Regions from separate parts of the Mus musculus genome. Here region 1 is linked to region 2. Evidence: chromatin contacts called from public Hi-C data. All regions are on one chromosome and are shown on one strand. The core of a region is the stretch at or near the end of the contact, and the rest is flanking DNA. Distances in the headings are between cores, read along the strand shown. Region 1 holds the start of Necab1 (N-terminal EF-hand calcium binding protein 1). Region 2 overlaps Necab1 (N-terminal EF-hand calcium binding protein 1).

Region 1 (5,880 bases), core at 850-3,349, 37 kb before region 2:
TGTACATATCTGTGTGTTATGTTGTGTTTATGTGTGGGCACAGCTGTCATGAAGTCCCTGTAGAGGAGACCCGTGAAGTCCATTCTTTCTTCCCATCTTTATGAGCTATGGTGTTGAACTCAGCCAGGATTTCACGGACAGTACTTTTTCTGGCTTTGCAATCACACTCGCCGTACTTTTCTTATTCTTTGTATTTATTTTTATTTTATGTGTATGAGTGTTTGCCTAGATGTATGCATTGCATCATGTGGGTAACTGAAGATATAGACATCTGTGAGTCAACTGAACCCAGGTCTTCTCAAGAGCAGTAAGTACTCTTAACCACTAGGCTTAACCACCAGCCTTCCTACATTCCTTCTTGATAGCTCCTTAGAAGAAACACAAGCTGGCATGCATTGTCAGCAAAGGGAGCAGGGGTCACTTTACTGCACTGTTGCAGCTAGTTCTCTAGTTTTGAACATTAGTGACAGGTTATTTTCCTGTTTTTCATTTATAATCTAAGAAAATCTGCTTTTTCACCTAGGCTTGTTTCCATGGGATGAGCACAAGCATATTTCACAAGGCTGAATTTGAGGGCAGAGAGACCCACACAAGTTAGAGAGTCCAGACTTAGGCTATGTTTATTGACACAGATATATTCCTCAGTCAATAGTAGGAACAAATATGGTGCTTTTGTAAACTCGATAACATTCATTGTCAGCATCTCTCTTGTTTCTGTGTGATTTGAATGATCAGTATTTCTTTGATGGGTTGACTGGAATTTTTTCATGATTTTTCATTTCTTTTTGCTAAGCAATTGTCAGAGGAAAGAATCTATTCTAGTTGTTCAGATAAGATAACTCGAAGTTAATAAGGTATAAATACACAAAGATGCAAGACTAATAGTCCTCAAAGCACAGCTCCAATCAATATCTTCTCTAATCATGTTTGTGACTCTAGACTTAATGAAGCTCTGCGTTTTATCCCTGGACTTTACAGGTCTGAAGTCACTGACCTTTGCTTAATTTCTGTAGCTCTTCTTCTTTAAGTGCTTATTAATTCTGGGCTCATAAAGATTGCCTGAGACGCTTTGAGAGAGGAAAAATACGCTAGGGACAACCACATGCTAACTGAACATGAATCCAGAAGTGAAACTCAGGCCTTAATTTGTTTGTTTGTTTGTTTGTTTGTTTGTTTGTTTTGCTTTTGTGGGAGTGAGTTCCTAACTCCGAGTACGAATAAATGTACCATTGGAAGGGTGCAGCTCTTAAAAGCCTTTGATGCACCCCAGCTCAGAAAGTACGATCTTCTAGGTCTAGGCACGAAGAAAGCCTGCAGGAAGAATGACAATTCATTCATCTGTTAGGACATTTTGAAGTTGACACACACTCTAAGTGACACACAGTCCAACGTTCAGCCAGAGTTGCAAACTCACTCTCTGTAAACAGTAGATTCAGAGCAGCCGGGAGGTAGGGAGGTTGGAAACGCCAGAATCCATGGTGTTGGAAGAAGGCTCATGGCCAGGACGACTGGCGCAAGGCAAGTTATCTCCCTACATTTTGTCTGTGTTGTGCCGGGCTTGCCTCTCCCTCCCTACACCTGATAGTGCCAAGTGTGCAAGCAGTGGAACTATAAGCTAAGCACCACCCTGGTGATCGTTTTGCCGATTCGTAAACACTAAGCTTTAAAGATTTAGCAATTTGCTACACCACAAGATAAAAAAGCAACTAAGGCAGATGGCCAGACCCAGTGCCTTAATCCAAAACTGAACTAGCTATCCCTTCCAGGACAGAATCCAGAAACCAGGTTGGGCGTGGGGAGGAGTGAGGGGGGCACAGAGTTCTGTTTCCATCAAGGATGGAGTAGGCAAAACTCGATTCCTTCTTCCCACTCATGGTTTTCCCTCAGTGCTTCTGACCCCCCCACCCCCCCACCCCACCCCCCTCTGATGCTCAGGACAAAGCTTGATCTGCTCTGTCATGTAAAGTGCGGTGTGGTGGGCAGGGTCCAGAAGGTTACCTCTGGCAAGTGACTAAGGGCTTGTCAAGGCCAGGGAATGCTCACTGGCAAGGGGAGTTACAGTGTTGCTAAGTCGGATCCCCAGTGAGGTGCAGTCAGCCACGGGAAGGGGGCGGCGAGAGCTAGCGTGCTGAAGCCTAGAGGCGGGAGAGGGAGGAGAGTCCGCGCAGAGCAGAGGGAGGCGCGCGCTCAGAGCGAACACCCACTTGCATCCGACCCTGGTGGCGCGGCGCGGGGAGGCAGCAGCTGAGACAGCACCAGGTCAGAGCCTTTGCATCCCGCCCAGTCTGCCCGCCAGCGCCAGGACCGCTGAGGATGGAGGATTCCCGGGAGACTTCGCCTTCCTCCAACAACTCCTCGGAAGAGCTCAGCTCTACCCTGCAACTGTCCAAGGGCATGTCCATCTTCCTCGACGTAAGTATAGCTGAAGTAGTTAGGTGGGCGCATTAGGCATCACCTCTGTGAGAGGGGAGGGGTCAGGAGCAGCGGTTGGCTGCTGGCATTGCTATCAGACCTCCACTCAAACTATCTCCTATCTGCTGTTCCCCAGAGGACCCTAGGCAAATAAATGCAAGAGAAAGGACTGCCACCCAACTTGTAAAGAGCTGTCCCAGACCTGCAGCTTTGATTATAAGCTTTAAGGAGCCCCCAAAGTTCGACTTCCCAGAACCTAGGGCTTCTGCCCGGAATGGAGAGTCTCCCATTGAGCAGTGTAGGACTTGATTCCGGTCTCATCCCTGCTGCCCAATTTACTGGCAGGCACTCTCTCTCCCTTGTGCTGGGAGCGCTGACGGAAGCCTTAGACATTGTGATGCCCCTCCAGCTACTCCCAGCTACCTTCAAAAACAATTTCTTTGAACGTATTCGTTTTCTTATTTTACAACAGAAGCCAAGGTCTCTTTTATCATAATGATTTTTTTTTCTCTTTTGGTGCCCGCTGCCTTCCCTATTATTCTCCCCACCACCACCACCTGCCCTGCCTAAGTTGTAATTACTATCATTAACCTTCTCTTCTAGCTTTTGATGGTTTTCCCTATGGTCCCATTCCTTGCTTGGGAATTGACTTCCTTGCTTCGCATCTCTAGCCTGACCATTCTTTCCGTGCTATTTTGTCTCCTTATGCTGTAATCTCTCTCCCCCCCCCCCTCTTTCTCTCTCAGTTTTAGATTTAATTTGCTCCTAGATTCCGCTTCGCTTTGTCCCTAATGTTTGTTTCTCACCCGGCTGCCTTGTTTTGTTTCCTGGCTTTCCTGTTCCTGGGTTGCTTGCCTTCTGGGTTCTGGCTCTTCTAGCTGCTGTTCACATGTAAAATTCACTCTGTTCCCCCAGGTAGTGTCTGGCTTGCTCAGTGGGGACAGTTCTAGCCGCTCCTTTTTTAGCATGATGGAAAATGGGCAAAGCATGCAAAGGAGCCTCGTTTGTCCCTGCCCCTCCCCTTCTCTAAGCCATCACTCCTTATTAAAGTCCAAGCATGAAGGAGGTGGGCCAGAGGCTAAATACACTTGAGTATGAAAAATGAAAATGTGAGGACATCAACTATCATAATGGCCAGTCAGGGATTTTGAAGATAATGGGGGAGGGGCAAGGAGTCTTTGATTTGTCGTGAAGGAATTATCTAGACTTTTTAAAAAATTGGCTGAGAAATTTATATCAATAATTAAAACTTGTGTAAGACTTAATCGAAGCTTCAACCCCACCTCCAGGCAGCCTTCTCCCCACATCACCATGCAGTGCCAACACAGGATTCAGGCTTTGGGGGCCAACCATTTTCTCCCCATGAAAACATGATTTCCACTTTTTACTGCAACACATTGTTGTAGGTTTTTTTTTTTTCTTTTAAATCTCTGCAATGGTTCAGTCTATGCTCTAATTATTTCTTCATGCCCTGCCTCCAGGAACTAGGTTGGGTCATTGTAAAGACAGGGCTGCACACATGAGTGTGCAATCCCCAGGATCAGGAGGGAATCAGGACCTTGCTCATCCAGACTATTATGAGGAAGAAAACCAATCTGCCAAGAAGTTAGTCCTGAGGTCAAGTGGGACCTCTGTCCTTTTGTGCCTAATCTGTGCTCTGCCCTCTGAGGACACTGAGCACTACCCGTGCTTTTATCTTATTGCCTCTAACAAATCCTGGAGATTCTCTGCTGAGGAATGTATAGAGACTATGAAAGAGCAAAGAAAGCCACCCGACAGACTTACCATTCTAAGCTCACGTGTTCAACAGCAGGTTATTAAAAGCAAAATTTTAAATCTCATCTTATTATGTAGGTGCAGTTGTTCCCAAGTTCTTTTAATGTAAGTTCCCTGTCCTGATGGAGCTTTCATCTATAAACAGGGCTGGCTCCCTTACCTTCTTAAGTCTAGTTCCAGAATTGGAAAATACAAAAACAAAAAAACCCAGAAAAACAAAAACCAAAAAACCTGATTCCACAAGAGAGGCGTTAACATGCCTGTTTTTCTTTGAAACATAGCTTTAAAAAAAGATTAACTGCAGTTGGGTTCTTTTTTCTTGGATAGAAAATATGTTGTTTACACATTCCTGAGTTATTTTGTGAAAAAATGTAACACTCTGGTGAATTGTGTGACATGAAAAAAGGGTTGGTTATTTAGAGACCTCTGAATTATTCATTTCTGGATCCTGTCGGTTTTAGCAACAACACAATGTGAAACATAAATACATCATTTGATTTGATTAGATTTAGTATATTCTAGTAGCACTGCTAAGAATGATTGCTTTTTGAAATCTACTCAGATCAACACAAGGAACGGGTGGTATATTCTTCCTCTTCTAGATCTGAAATGATAAGAGACCACTGGGGACTCCTGCTCCTCACAGGCTAATTTCCAATTTGGGGGAAGAACTGACTCTCCCAATAGGAATAAGAATAGTCTCATTTATACCGATGTGTCACTGAGACAGTAAGTCTTTAGACTTCTTAGGGAATCTACATAAACCCCATTTGTGGATGCTGTTGGGGACATGACTAGGTCCAGCAAGCTGCCTAGAAACTAGAGGTAAATGGTTGACTTAACATGAAAATCAGATTCTGTAGAATCATTGTCTTTCATTTCATTCTCTTATTTATATTCGGCAGGTGCCATGTTTTCATTATGGGGTGACAGTCTAAATATCAAAGAAAAAAAAAGACACATGAAATGTACATTTGAATCTCTATGGTATGTCCATGTCCATATTCACAAATTCATAAGTAAAATAGCTGTAGCTAAATTCACAAAGGAACCACATAAGCAGAGTCTATATTGTCTTCTCCTGAAAAGCCACAATTATATATCAGCTTATTATAACTAATTATGAATACCTACTAAGGGTGAGGAGAAGACCTTTCCCGAGTGCTGGCTACCCGTGCATGCTGGCACACTACTGCTGGGCATATTTATACAAGGCACACCTGCCAGGCATGGGACAGGGCCAGAATGGCCTCCAGTACACACAGCAACACAAAATGATCAGAAGGCTGACAATTGGATTCCCTTTTCACTACCCAGGTTCCCTCATTTCAGACGATGGAGAAGAAAGTCACATTTAAAGCATGAGTCCTTGGAGTAGTCAGGTTCTCTTCTGATTAAACTAGTCTGCTACTTCACAGTGTGTGTGTGTCGGGGGGGGGGGGGGGAGAAGATCAATTCTGCTCCTGACGTAAGAGAAATTCCAAAAGAAATGGGTTGCATCTCTATTCATTCAGTGACACTGTCCTCTTCCAATAGATTTCCTTTGGCTCCTCTTGTGTTCACTGCTGCACATCTGACCCAGGATCTTGTGCATGCTAAGTGGATGTTCCACCTCTAAACCACCCGTCCTACCTCTCATTACTTTTAATGGAAAAGGAACAGGACCGTCTCCATTTTGCTGACAAGGGAGGG
Region 2 (5,894 bases), core at 1,757-4,256:
CTTTTTGTGAGCCAATTTTAAGCCAAGTTTTCGTTGTTTTGTTTCATTTCAAAGGAAGGTTTCAGCAGGAATAATGAAGTTGAAATAAAATATATTAATAAAAATACAACTGCCTTATTAATACTGAATTACACAGGGGGATTTGTTCCCCCTTCCCATTAAGCCTTTGTTTAACATTTTAGTACTGGTCTAGAACTACTCAAAAGGAATTCTTTGCAGTTGCTTGTTTTACAATGTGGCAACCTGTCATGTAGACTTTCAAGAATCCTGCATGTGATAAAAACAGCTTTCAACACATACTTTCCACCCTTCGAGCCAGGACTGCAGTTTAATGCTTACTTTCTCCTATTATATATTATTTTTTACCAATAGGAGTTTTTGTGTGTGTGAGTTATTTTTTAATCGGGGCACTTGCTAGCCAAAGCCTTTATTTTATGGCATGTGCATTGCTACTTGAACTCTTTTCCCCTAATTATAAAGCAGCAGACAGAGCCTGCCCCACCCACAGGAAGCACAGACAACCACGGTTCTAAGGTGGCTCAACTCACCGAAGAACTATGAAAGGGTCACTGTTGGACACATCATATAGTCAACAAGTAAGGTTATAGTTATTGCACAACACAGCAGCGGTGAAGAAAACAGTGTGTTCATTTCTAGTTTTTTCTCTTTAATTAGTTAGTTTGTGTATAGGCAAGGCCTTACTTTGTAGCCTTGGAATCTAGATTTTTTTCTGCCTTAGCCTCTGGCGTGATGGCATTGCCGGCGTGTACCACTACACTTGACTCTAGACCTAATCTATGGGCAGTTTTCTTCTCCTGCTGGTTCATTCATTTCCTTATCACACAGTAAGAAGATGCACATGCAGCTGTACAATAGGCTGCATGGGGTTAATCATTCGTAGCTCACCTGAAAACAAGCAAGGACTAGACAACAGGAAAGCTGGAGAATTGATGTTCTCGCTGCAGTGAGCTACTCCGGGTTGCACGGCAGTGAGCCACTGGTCCAGGGCATTACTCAGGTCAGGAACACATTGTATGGTTGATCTAGATCTCTAGTTTTATCATCTGCTCTGGTAACTGTTAGCAAGAATTAAGTTGAAGCTTGGTGTATTGTGCCTATGGGGTCCGATGCCCTCTTCCGGTGTGTCTGAAAAGAGAAACAGTGTATTCATATACATAAAATAAATAAATAAATCTTTTTTAAAAAGTCATTTTAGACATGACATTATCATTGTTAATCCAGTTGTCAGTTATTATCAGGTCTTTGGAAAATGAGTTTTGTGAGAGAAATACATTTTATAATGGGACCCGATGAACTGTACCGTTGACTTTTGACTTGGAGTTATAGCTGTTTCCAATCTGTGGCAGCAGCACTAGGAAGGCAGAGGCATGCAGATAACAAGCTTTAGGCCAGTCTGGACTACATAGTGAGAGCCTGTTTCAAAAAAGGAACAACAATATGAACTAACCAATTACCCACCCCCCCCACCACCCCCCCCCCCCCCTGAGCTCGTGTCTCTAGCTGCATATGAATCAGAAGATGGCCTAGTCGGCCATCAGTGGAAAGAGAGGCCCGTTGGTCATGCAAACTTTATATGCCTCAGTACAGGGGAATGCCAGGGCCAAGAAGTAGGAGTGGGAGGACGGGGGAGTGGGTGGGGGAGCGTGTGGGGGACTTTTGGGATAGCATTGGAAATGTAAATGAAATAAATACCCAATTTAAAAAAAAAAAACAAAAACAAAAACAATTGAAGGCAGGGTTGGAACTTTTGCCTAGCAAGTGCAAACCTTAGGCTTGCCTCAGTACTGCAAAAGCAAAAACAACCGACCAGCTTGTAGAAGGCAGTCACAGGACGCAACGAGCAGCCTTCTGAGTAGATTCTGTCAGGGTTGAAGAACCTCAAAAGAACAACTTAAAGTAAGAATTGAGGCCAGCCTGGTCTACAAAGTGAGTTCCAGGATAGCCAGAGCTATACAGAGAAACGCTGTCTGGAAAAGCAAAAAAAAAAAAAAAAAAAAAAAAAAGATAGCATAGCCAGGCACCGTGCTCCTCATTTGATTGTTGCTGTTTGCATTCCTTTGCTGAGCCCACGTTTTCATAGGCTTGTTTGCTATTCACTTCTGCTTCTCGGAGAAGACAGACCCAGAGGCCATCCTGATAGGCAGCTGACTTGTCTGTTTTCTTCTCCTTTTTCCATGATTGTGTCTACTGCCTTGACTTGGTTTATAAGCAAAACCTACAGAAATAAATGTTTTGTGGTTTATCTAAAAAAAAAGAAATGAAATGAAAATTAACATCTCTCCTCTTAAGGATCTGTATTTCACAAACCAGGATCTTTAAAATACCCCAGCACAACGAGTCGTCCCACCCCCACCCCCGGCACATATGTAGCAGACAGGCAGCTCAGTCTTCATGGACGCCCTGTCTGGCCTCAGTGGGAGAGGTTGTGCCTAATCTGGCAAAGACTTCATGCAAGGATACCCAGGGGGGTCCTACCCTCTTAGAGAAGATGGGGAGGGGCGAGAGAGGGAGGGATTCCGTGAAGGGGTGACAGGGAGGAGGAGTAGCATTTGGGATGTAAACAAAAAAATTAATTATTTAAGAAATAATTAAAACATACCCCAGCCCTTAAGTCTTTACCTGAAGAATTAAGTAATTCATGTCTGCTGTTTTCTTTATAGTAAAACCTCCTGGATTAAGTGCAAGTAGAAGCTGTCCAAATTATTAAAAACCAGCCATCTTGCCGATCCACTCTGAGATCTTTGTGCCATTCTGATGCTTGGGCAGCGCTCTGGAGTCAGTGTTTAAACAGTCCTTGGGGCAGTCTAGGGACATCTGTTGAAAGCATTCTAAATAATCTTGATGGTCTACCCCTATCACATCATACTTTTTATTCAGCGATAGGATTCTATTTTGTTTATTGTGGTATTGTTGAGAGGACAACTACTTTCTGAGCTCTGAGCTCCCATATTATAAATGCAAAGGCTTATTCTATCACTTAGAGTCATTTGGCAGCCTCTCTGAAAAACCTGACAAATGACTGTGCATAGAAAATGATGCCTGCTGTTCCTTAGGGGTGCTTCGTTCCTTCGGATTTGTTGCTTCTGTGCCCTGAACAGATATTTAACATGTTTATAATGTGCAGTTTTTTTCCATCGCTGCTTATCCAGAGCTTTTCTTCAAAGTGAGGTGTAAATGATACTAACCCTGTCCCTTATTCTTCTAAATGAAAATAATCCATTACCCTAATTCTCATATATATAAAGTGCATCTGTCTCTTATTGAATTTACTGATCCCAGCTGTGCAAAAATACTTATGCTTATGTCTCTACATCTTTCCTTTATTATACTCCAATTGTGTATCACTATTGTGTCTCAAATAAGAAACTTATTTGACTATAAAAGCAGTCACTAGTTGAAGGAACACAACAAGGAACATAGTTTGTTGAATTATAATAATCATATACTTGTGTAAATATCCAATCAAAGCACACTTGCTAGGCATCTTGTATTTATCTTGCGGTCTGCTACATTCTCTGTAGGCTTGGTATCATGAAAGCAAAATGTCTGCTTGGCCCTTTGTGTTGCTGTGTGGATTTCATTTTCTATAGCTAGGTAAAAATTTCCCTTCAGTGTTACGTTTGTCATGGCAAAAAAACAAGAAAAACAAAAACAAAACAAAAATACTCAAAACCAGGAAGGCCATACACCAGTGCATGTTTCGGTGTGCTGTATACAATGAAGAGATAGTAAGTTGGATTTTTATTGACATTGCAAAGGTTTCCTTCTTGCTTTCTTTTTTAATGTATGTGTGTCATGCACAGCTAACAAGCACAGATGCTAGGACTAAGTTTTAAAAATGAAAGTAGACCAGTGCACAAGGTTGGAGTGATTTGCTTCTCTTCTGTCCTTATTTCAGATGATGGAAAATTGTCCTTTGAGGAATTTAAAGCATATTTTGCAGATGGAGTTCTCAGTGGAGAAGAACTACATGAGCTCTTCCACACCATTGACACACACAATACCAAGTAAGCAGCATTTCTTATCAGTGGACTCTGGAAATGAGGTGGGGAGAATGTGAATGAGTCATTCAAGAAGTGGGCGGGGGAATGGATATTCTTTCCTAAAAATTTTAGTCTGTCATTACTATATAAGTAAAATGTTACTGTTCATATTTGGTATAATCTAAACTTCCTTTGTATAAAAAAATCCTCTGGGTATTATTGTATTGGTATGTTAAAATGAAATTACTGCAGTTATAAACTGAAAATTTCTGCTACCTGGAAACTACAAGTAAGGGGAGGTACAGAACAGAGTTGAAGAGTTGACACATGGTGATCTTCATTTACTTGGCATGTGGATACCTTTTTTGATGTAGGAGAATATTTGTGAAGAGTCTGTTTATATCCCCTGCCCCATGGTGAAAATATAAGATAATGAGGACTTTAGGATATATATCAACAGAGATGCACTGCTTGTTTAGGGTTACTGAACCAAATCACATTATTTTCCACAGTCTCAATTATAGAATTCTAATATGAAAGAGTGTGGGCTCACACACGCCTGGAGATCCTCCACTATGCCTACTGTCTAGACAATCGCATTCTGCTTTAGGCAAAGCAGTGATGTGGTTCCAGGCAATAGGCCTGCTAAGACAGTGCTCTGGGGCTCTACTTACGAAAAGAAAAGACGTTTTCTTGAGGCTATTTACAAACTTACAAGATTAAGTTCACTTTCCTCAAGTGGCTGAATATTTCAAGCAATCAGTAAGGTTCTAAAGTTCAACAAGATTTTCAGTTGCCTTGCCGATGCCTTCTCCTTTGTTATCAGAAATAGCATTAGACTCAGTAACTGATAATTTCAGTCTACTATCAAAAATACTATGATTTATATATTCATAGGACACTTGAAATCACAAAGAATGACATTTTAGGTCAGTGCAACTCAGAAACTGTTCATAGGCACCGAGATACAATAAGAAAGTAGAAACTGCTTAGGTAAAATGTGCAGGAGAGTGGAGAGAGCATTCCAGTCAAGAAAAGGCATGAAGAAAGTTCTAGATGCGTGAGAAAAATAGGCGTCACTTCTGTTTACAAAAATGTCAACTGTCCAGATCAAAGTGGAGGGGAATTCACAGAGAGTAAAGAATGCTCTCTATGAGAGATCACTTACAGTCTAAGTTTTAAAAGTACTTCAACTTTATGTAAGGCAAAGGGAATCTAGTCAAGAGCTCTAGCAACATCTTGTAAGTCATTGTTGCTCTGTGAGGGAGCAGCTAAAATGGTAAAGATGGAGGAAGACTGCAGATATTAACTAAGCTAAATGGATACTGAGGAAAAACATTTATGCACAGAAGGAAAACATTGGGAGAAAGGATACAGAGGAGGTAGAGGGTCTCTGGGTGTCTTGGGTATCCTGTTAGAAGCTGGCATGCAATTCTGTCAAGCATGCTGTTCATGTCGTCCTTACTATGTTAAGCGTTTAAAACATCTAGATTTGGGATATTTATTGAGATTTCTAGTTTTAGAATTTGGTGTCCTGAATATTTTCCAATGAATATTTACTAAAGTTAAGGAGAAAATTTTCACTTGTCATTACTGGTTTGATTTGCCATTTTATTTACATTTTCATAGTTTGTTTTACTTTGGATACATTTAAGATTACTTAGTACTCAAAACAGGGATGTGCAGTGATTGATTGGAGTCTAAAGAGTATATTACTATTGGTCACTAACATATGTGTTAGCAACAATAGTGCATTTTCTGGAGTAAGTATACTCAATTTAAAATTAAGAATATTAGTTGGAGACCTCTGAATTATATTCATGAAATTCCTCCTTAAAACAGGTTGTCAGTGTCAAGCTTTGATCTTTTACAAAGATTAATTCAAGCTTT

Evidence for each region. A called contact is a pair of places that touch in the nucleus more often than the background predicts.
Region 1: a contact with region 2 is called in a Hi-C map of cortical neurons, with 1.5 times the contacts expected there. The contact joins the promoter of Necab1 here to the enhancer-like site in region 2. A contact is called at or near these places in 3 of 484 Hi-C or Micro-C datasets (cerebral cortex and cortical neurons), 1 of 115 datasets of contacts at active chromatin or transcription factors (embryonic stem cells) and 1 of 9 other capture datasets (liver).

The regions. Positions count from the first base shown.
Region 1 is chr4:15,145,350-15,151,229 of GRCm38.p6, reverse strand. It overlaps Necab1 (N-terminal EF-hand calcium binding protein 1), which reads left to right and starts at 2,099. Exons shown (of 13, transcript NM_178617.4): 1 at 2,099-2,412. The coding sequence starts at 2,314.
Region 2 is chr4:15,109,328-15,115,221 of GRCm38.p6, reverse strand. Necab1 (N-terminal EF-hand calcium binding protein 1) reads left to right here. Exons shown (of 13, transcript NM_178617.4): 3 at 3,920-4,028. Gm36801 (a long non-coding RNA gene) reads right to left here. Exons shown (of 3, transcript XR_390422.3): 2 at 907-1,146. Among named protein-coding and RNA genes, the nearest start is that of Gm36801, 19 kb to the right of the region's middle. Within about 2 kb of position 3,006, at least 3 of the 459 cell types and tissues checked have an H3K27ac peak or open chromatin away from gene starts, as enhancers often do. A contact at or near this core is called in cortical neurons, where this site is marked.